Regions from separate parts of the Gossypium hirsutum genome. Here region 2 is linked to region 1. A link is a contact called in public Hi-C data. All regions are on one chromosome and are shown on one strand. Each heading gives the region's core, a stretch centred on a gene start, on an enhancer-like site or on the middle of the called end of the contact. The rest is flanking DNA. Distances are from core to core; before and after follow the strand shown.

Evidence for each region. Hi-C and Micro-C count contacts between places; a contact is called where the count stands out from the background.
Region 2: a contact with region 1 is called in a Hi-C map of leaf, with 2.4 times the contacts expected there. The contact joins the promoter of LOC107922242 here to the promoter of LOC107922329 in region 1. A contact is called at or near these places in 2 of 34 Hi-C or Micro-C datasets (both in leaf).

The regions. Positions count from the first base shown.
Region 1 is chrD01:53,986,032-53,990,220 of Gossypium_hirsutum_v2.1, forward strand. It overlaps LOC107922329 (peptidyl-prolyl cis-trans isomerase), which reads left to right and starts at 1,819. Exons shown (of 1, transcript XM_016852317.2): 1 at 1,819-2,879. The coding sequence starts at 2,175. The coding sequence ends at 2,696.
Region 2 is chrD01:54,862,430-54,866,618 of Gossypium_hirsutum_v2.1, forward strand. LOC107922242 (CTL-like protein DDB_G0288717) reads left to right here and starts at 2,383. Exons shown (of 3, transcript XM_016852162.2): 1 at 2,383-3,737. The coding sequence starts at 2,665.

The DNA of each region.
Region 1 (4,189 bases), core at 569-3,068:
ATATATAATTTCAAATCTACAGCCTCTCATATAGAAATTCTGATATCATCATATAATGATAATTTACATTAATTACTTAAAATAAAATTATTAAAAAATAATTAATGTTAATATTCATGTGGAGTGTTGTTGGTTAATTAAGTTAAAAGAAAGGGCAGACCCAATAGAAAGAAGCAATCAGAAGGTGGGGTTGATTTTGTTAGCCCATGTTTGTTTATTGGGCCAAAGACTACCAGAGGGTTTTACTTGTTGATGGCATCCCAACTAACTCATCATCCTACCTCTATTCATTGTTCGCCTGTTTATTGCAATCAAAAACCTCTAAATACATGTAAGATGATTATTCAACCAAGATTATCTTTCCCTGTGAAAATCAAAGGCATATTCGTCCCCCTAGATTGGCATCTATCATTCAATTCTGCTTAACCAATCACATATTTTACTTTATGCTAACGCCCTTTCCCAAGCAAAAGCAGCAGAGCAGAGCATAAAGGGTGGTTGGAGGGACACCATAGGTTTCATCGAGAAGCTAACTGCAATATTATAATAATATATGCTTTTTTTTTTTTGCAGACACGAGATGCTAAAATAAGCTTTGTGAGGCAGGGGGTCCGCTATTACTAGAATAAATTGAACCATAGAACATAATTTTAATTGGTTTAATAATAAATGTAATCCACAAATTTATAAAATTTATCAATTTAATCTTAATTTCATAAATTCATCTCACCATATTTGTGTAATTGCGTAAATATTGATGTTAAATTTATTAAGTATTTTAGAATTAAAGTCAATATAAAAAAATATATGTAAATATTAAAAGTTAAATTTATTATCATACTAATTAAAATTATATATAATTAATGAAAGGCCGTGATTAATTATTACTTTTAAATTTAATAAAGATTAAATTTAATGATCAATTTACTTATTTTAAAAATTAAAGAACTGAAAAGGACTAGATTTGTACCTACCTAGCATGCTCCATGTCTGAAGCAGTGTCGCTCTCTCTCTCTAAAGTCTAAATCAGTCTTTTTGAGTTTTAACTTATTATTTATGAAAATAAGCCGCATCATTTAAAAAAACAAAGAAAGGAAAATAAGCGGAAAAGTGGCCTCCCGCTGCCCCGCATCTCATCTCATACCTTGTGAATTTTTTTATTATTAGTAAACCTGCGGGATTGCTGCCTCAACTACAAGTCTACAACCCCATTTTCTTAGTTTTCTCTTAGCTTTTTTTTCTTAAATACACTCCACATTTGGATCATGTATGCTATGGTTTTTTTATTGATATAAAACATAAACATAATACAAATGATTAAAAATTAAAATTTTAAATTTTAAATTTAAATATAATGTTAATAAATTTCATTTTATTTTTCTACTGACCTAAGAATATTAATTATAAATTTATCCTTTTATTTTATAAAAAAAATTCATAATCTAATCTACTAAAACTTAGGCCAATTAGATAATATTGTTAATCATTATCGACCTATAGATAAGTAATTTAATAATTTATATGCAAACAGCTAATAGAAGTTAGCAGTCATATGTAATAAATTAGCAAAAATCAAATTTACATAACATGGACGGTGCCAAGAGGACTAGTAAGTGCCCAGACTCTCTTAAAATAAAAAAAAATTATTATTTCAATCCCTTAAAAATTTTAAAATTATAAATTATTTTAATTGTAAAAATACATTTAAGAAAAAAAGCGTATGCGATTTAAAATTTTAGAATTTAATTTTGACATCTGAGAAATAAAATATAGAGAGGAATATCTCAAATTTGGAGAAAATAGTATAGGTATAAAAGAAAGGGTTTTTGTTCGATGGACTGTGATAAAAATGAGAAGGCCCACCAAAAGTAAAATTAAACTCGTACAGTACTAGCTACTACTTTACTAATCCGTGAATACCGACAAAAAGCATATGCCGCCAAGCCAAAGGGCCCCTCGGTTACCAAATGGACTAACTCTAGTTGAACCTATACCTTACGCTGGTTAATATTTACCCGTCGCGATCAATCCACGTTTCCATCTCTCAACGGTCCAGATCCCTCTCCTTTCTATATAAAAACTCCTCTCTCTCCGTTCAAACCCTATACCTACTCATTGAAGCAGAAAATATCACAAATCTTCTTCTCCTTCTCAGAAATCTTAGTATCATCACTATGGCCTCAAATCCCAAGGTCTTCTTTGACATGACGATCGGTGGTCAGCCCGCTGGTCGGATTGTGATGGAGCTTTTCGCAGATTGCACTCCTCGCACTGCGGAGAACTTCCGTGCCCTCTGTACTGGCGAGAAAGGCGTCGGCCGCAGCGGTAAGCCCCTCCACTACAAAAGCTCTTCTTTCCATCGTGTGATCCCTAACTTTATGTGCCAAGGAGGTGACTTCACCGCCGGAAACGGTACCGGAGGTGAATCCATCTACGGATCAAAGTTCGCTGACGAGAACTTCATCAAGAAGCACACTGGTCCCGGTATTCTCTCAATGGCTAACGCTGGACCGGGAACTAACGGATCTCAGTTCTTCATTTGCACGGCTAAGACTGAGTGGCTCGACGGAAAGCACGTTGTGTTTGGACAAGTTGTTGAAGGCATGGATGTGGTGAAAGCCATTGAGAAAGTTGGGTCTAGCAGTGGAAGAACTTCCAAGCCCGTTGTTGTCGCTGACTGCGGACAGCTCTCTTAGAGAAGAAAAAGAGAACTATGTGTTAAGCTGGGATGTTGTCTAATGTCTAGAATATTTAATGTCTGTCATTTAGACTCTTTTATGGTGCTGTTTTTATCGTCACTGGGTTTGGTGGTTTTCAAGAACTTGCTTTATGTAGTTTTTATGATTAACTACCATTAAATAAGATACTCTTTTTCATCATCATAATAATCTCTGTCTACCTGTGTTTTTAATTTTTGGCAATGGCTTCTTCTCGGCAGTAGAAACCTCACCCACTGGCCGCTCCGTGCGGTGTAATCAAAAGCATTGGTATTTAGTCATCGGTGGTGTAAATTGTTTAGACCTAGTCAATTGTGGAAATGGATTTTTAAAATAAAGATATTTTTGCAGATAAACTTAAGAAGATGAAGACAAAATATCCAAATAATCTCATGGGTTGTTTTGAATAATTATGGTTACATAGACACTTGTGAAGGAGATGGGGTCCTTGGAGATTGATCCACAGCCTCAGCTGTAAGGCAAAAAATCAAAGCAGGTGATACGTGGAGAGAGACAAGGTTATTTGTTTTGTGATGGAAATAGAGCCTCGTTTCAGATGTGGCGTCCCACCACCGCTTGGCCTTGGGGTTCTTCGATTTTTCCCGAGGTGTGGATGTTGGTCGGACTAATGTGCTTGACTCAAGGTGGGTTTGATAGGTAGTTTACTTTTTGTCTTATGCTACAGTATCGTTATAGTATCTAATTTTACCGCCACCACTGTTTTTACACTAACTGCAGGTAAACGCACCGCCTATTCAAATTCACCATCAATAATAAATTTAAATACTAATGTATGGTCGTAATTGTATTTTTAAATTTTTTTACTATTAACCATTGTTCTTTTTTTCATTTTTGAGTTTTTTTATCAATTTTTGTTTTTTTAATCTATTTTGTCTAATAAATTTAATGAATAAATTCAAGGTTTTAATACTTGTTTTCTTTTAATTTTTTATATATTTGTTTATTGAGAAATTTTTTTAAAGAGTTAATTTTTTTAGATAATTACGCTTATTTTCTTTAAATTAAGAGTTTTTTAATTTAATGTATTATTTACTTATTTTATTATTTTTCACGCTCAATTATCTTATTGAATTATCTAAATAATAAATTATATATCTTTAAAAATATTCTACATATGAAATTTTATATTATCCCTGTTAATTTTTAATGATATTTTTATTAAATCTGTTGGAAAAAATAAATTAAAAAAAAACCAAGTTTGATAGTCAAAAAATACTTAAAAATACAATTAGAATTATTTTGACAAAATATACAAACATTAATGGTCAATTTTATCATTGAATTTAAATAAAAAAAAGGATAAATTTTCTTAGACTTTGTTGTACATGTTTGGTACGGTGCGCCTCAAGTCAAAGGGTAATAGCTAGTTAAAATTAGTAATTTTTTTAAAAGATGTAACAATAAATAAAAATTCATATCGAATGCAGTAAGAAAAACTTTCTAATTTCTCT
Region 2 (4,189 bases), core at 1,133-3,632, 880 kb after region 1:
ATGGCACATGCAATTAACTAATTTTTAAATATTCAAAAATTCAGAAAAAAATTATAAAAACTAAAAAATAAATTATTAACATTATTAAAAAGTATAAAAATGATTAAAATATATATTTTTAATTCTAAAAATAATAATTAACTATTGATGTCGTGACATACATATGTATGTCATATCAACAAAATTAACAAATGTTAATTTTTTCATCCATTTTGAGGTGATTTTGGCAAACAAAACAAGTTCAAGGGCTAAAAGAAGTGAAAAATTAAAGGCATAATTGCATAAAATGCCCTCAACGTTTATGGGTTTTTGGGTTTGAGCCCTTAACCTTTTTTAATTGGCACCTTCAATGTTACGATTTTTTTTGACATAGCCTATGTAGTATGCCACATAAGCACAATGTCATAGATGATGTCTTCAAAACAATTTTTTTTTCATTTTTTTTCATTTTCTTTCTTTCTCTCTTCCCCTTTAACTGTTGTTACAATAAAACATGTTTTTTCAACGCTTTCCCAGATTTTGTCTCTTTCCAAACACATCTTTAGTGTTTTTCTCTCTTTCCAGATTTTCTCAACGCCTCCATGAGTTATTAGTTTTTTTTTCTAATCAACACATCTTTATTAATAAAATGGCATATAACAAACATCCAAAAGAGCATGCAAACTAATGAAATCCATTAAAACATAATATAGATACATATATATTTATATTTATATGCACACCACCATTTTCTTCAGTTTCTCACCAGCCAAATGGAATAAAACGAATCCCTACAACAAAAAGAAGCTAACTTTCTAGTGTTTTAACAAAAATTCAGCAAATTCCACATCCCATTTTATACTAATTGAGCTAGATCTATCAACTTTAACCTCCAAAATTCAGCTTTTAAACCTTCCACAATCCTATTTGTTTCTGGAAAAAAAACAGAGAAAGAAAGAAAAAGATCAAAGTTCTGGGAATTACCATAATCATCTTCATCAAGAAAATTAAAGGAATGGTGATCACAATTGTAAGTAAACTTGTTGTTGGAAGAAGTGAGTTTCTGCAAACACTAAGCTGCGATTGCTGGGAAATTCCTAGTGAACTCAGTGTATTCAGCCAAGATCGTTGTTCCTCGAGCAATGAAGCTATAAATAAACGCTTCCTGATTCATTCTTTTTCTCTCTTGAGTTAAATTCAGTTAGCTCACAAGTTAATCACAGAGACTGAACAGAGAAAGACAATGAAACTTTTCTTGTTCTACTACTTCAACGTTAATGTTTCCTTTTTCATTTTTTTAAGATTGAGTCTGCCATTTCTTTGTTTGTTTCAAAAATAATTTTGTGTGAGTTTAATCATCTTTTGTAATTTATTAATTTCTATTCTTTATTTTTTGAAATATGTATTTTCAATTTGAATTTGGGTGTTTGGAAAGAGAGAAAATTTGGGAAAACGTTGAGAAAAAAATGTTTTATTGGAGCAACAATGAGAAGGGAAGAGAGAAAGAAAGAATATGGGAAAGAAAATTGTTTTGATGATGTCATCTATAACATTGTGCTAATGTGACATGACACATAGGTTATTTCGTTAACTTGTCATTTGATTGACGGTTAACTCACGTTTACCGTTAAAATTAGACTAATTTTTAAAAAATCGTAATATTGAGGATGTCAATAAAAAAAGGGATTAAGGGCCCAAACCTAAAAATCTATAAACGTTGAGGGTATTTTATGCAATTAGGTCAAAATTAAATAAAATACTAAAATAATTTTTTTTATAAAATTAGAGAATCAAATATATATAAAACTATATTCTTTACAACCGATAATGATAACTTAATTATTATTAGTTGAGAAAATTTAGCATGTCTACTCTATAACATTTTGTCGTACTACTTTTAGTTGAGAAAATATAACATTTTGTGTAATAATATTTTTCATACTTTAAATAATAAGATTTTATATTTGAGTTAAATAAATGAAATAAAAAATATAATATATTTGATAATGTATTAAGTAAAGATAATTTTATGTTATGGTAAATCACCAAGTAGGTATAATCTTTCCCTTAGATCACAAGAAAAAAAGGATTGATCTAAGAGTGACAAAATCTGTCATAAATTACCACTTTAATACTAAAATTAACAAGATGAAAAAACAAAAATGGATTGAACGCCTTTGTTGTTGCTTTTTGATACCATGAATCGTGGTCATCAACTCCAACTACTTCATTATGTACACTTGTTAAATTCACTTAGTGTTTTTCTAATAATTAAAAATATATTATTGAAATTTAATTATAATTATTTAAAAAAAACTATATTTCTTTGACATTTTTAAGTAATAGTTCACCCGAAAATAATGGACTTATCTCATATTTATTTTAGTAATGAATAGTTCCACGTGGCACTTCAACAGTTCCGTTCCACCACGACCAAACGGTCCAAACCCACTCATCTTCTTCTCCAGCTCTCAGTTTAGTAATTCGGCTTCCATTCCATGAACAAACAGTCAAACAAAAACCCCCAAATAAATTTAAAATTAAATAAATCCCCCCAAAAAGTACTAAAACGAACAAAACAATAATTATTGAAAGCCAAAGTCCTAAAATTTCTTCTTGCTAATCAGATAAAACGTCTCTCCCCACGGTTGTTTTGTTTTCTCCGTCCCTTGATTCGTCGCTGCGATGGGCAGCACGGAAGAAGATACCACCACTTCCAAACCCACATCTCTATACGACGCCGCTTCCTCCACCGAACCTCTCCTCTTCAAACCCACCACCGGCTCTGCCTACCCATCTCCTCCAATCGAAGAACCACCTCAATCCGGCCCCTCCGAATCCGACCCAACTCAGTCCCTCCAGATCTCTTTCAATTACGGGCCCAGACCTTTCAAAGACCTCCCTTTCCTCATCCTCTTCCTTCTCTTCGTCCTCTGCACTTTCGCTTTCGGTATTTTCTCAATCTTCCATCGAAACGGCAACTACTCCAACGTTTCGGCCTTCACCTACGATTCCAATTCCACTTCGTGCGTTCAAGATACTTCCTTTTTATCAAGTCAATTATGGGTCTCTGAAACTTCATTTTTTGCGTTGTCAAGTTCCAGTCTTTGGACGTATTTAGTATGGACCCTTGTGATAACTTCAGTTTTAAGTGTACCCATATGTTTGCTTTTGCTTTTATTACTCAAACACTACACCAAGCAGATCGTTTATGTCTTGCTTCCTTTCTTTATAATCATGCCGGTTTTCTTTGATGTTTATTGGTTCGTTGCTTGTACCTTGAGCTCTTCTTGTAGTGATGCTTTCCCTTTGGTCTATAGAATTCTGGTGCTTATTTTCATTTTGTTAATAGTTGGGGTTATTGTTTGGATCATTGTGGCTAATTGGCATCGGATCGAGTTGACTGTGAGGATTATCGGGGTTGCTTCCGATGCGCTTTCGAGGAATTTAGGGTTGTTTTTGGTGATACCGTTGTTGACCGTTGGATTGTTGGCTTATTATGCGTCAATTGTTGTGTTCTTGGTGTTTTCTAGGTTTAATGGGAAAATTGTGGCTAAAGAATCGAATGGGGAGTATACTTGTGTTTGGAAACAAGATAGCTGGGTGCCTGCTTATTTTACATTGGCTATTTTGACAATGTTGTGGTCCTTGACCAGTATGGTGGAAGCTCAGGTTTATGTTACCAGTGGCACCATTGCTCAGTGGTACTTCTCCAAAGATGATACGAAACCTCACCGGAGCATAAGGAGATCTTTGAGGTAACTTGCTACTGTTTTTAGCTTTTCTGAATAAAGATCTTTGCATTTCAATATATTATTATAGATGATTTGTGCTTCTTTGTGAGGGTAGTTCAAACTAAGCTTGAATTGGAACTTATATTTTTGTGTTTCTGAGTGGCTGCTTTGAACTTTGGATGCATGCTTACATTATGAATACCTGACTGTTTAAATAGATTAATTATCAAAGATTATGATCTTGGTGATAAAGCTTAGGATAATTGTAATGGCACATAGTTGATAACATCGATTTTAGTATGGTTGATAGCTGCATGATGTATATGAGTATAGTATTTGTACTTGAGTATGGAAGATCACAATCGTGATAATTCACTTTGGTTTGGACTTGTGGATTCAATTTGACAACATTGTTTTGCATTTGATTGAATGGAGTGAAGAATGGTCAACGATCTTGTTCCTAACAACAACTCAGA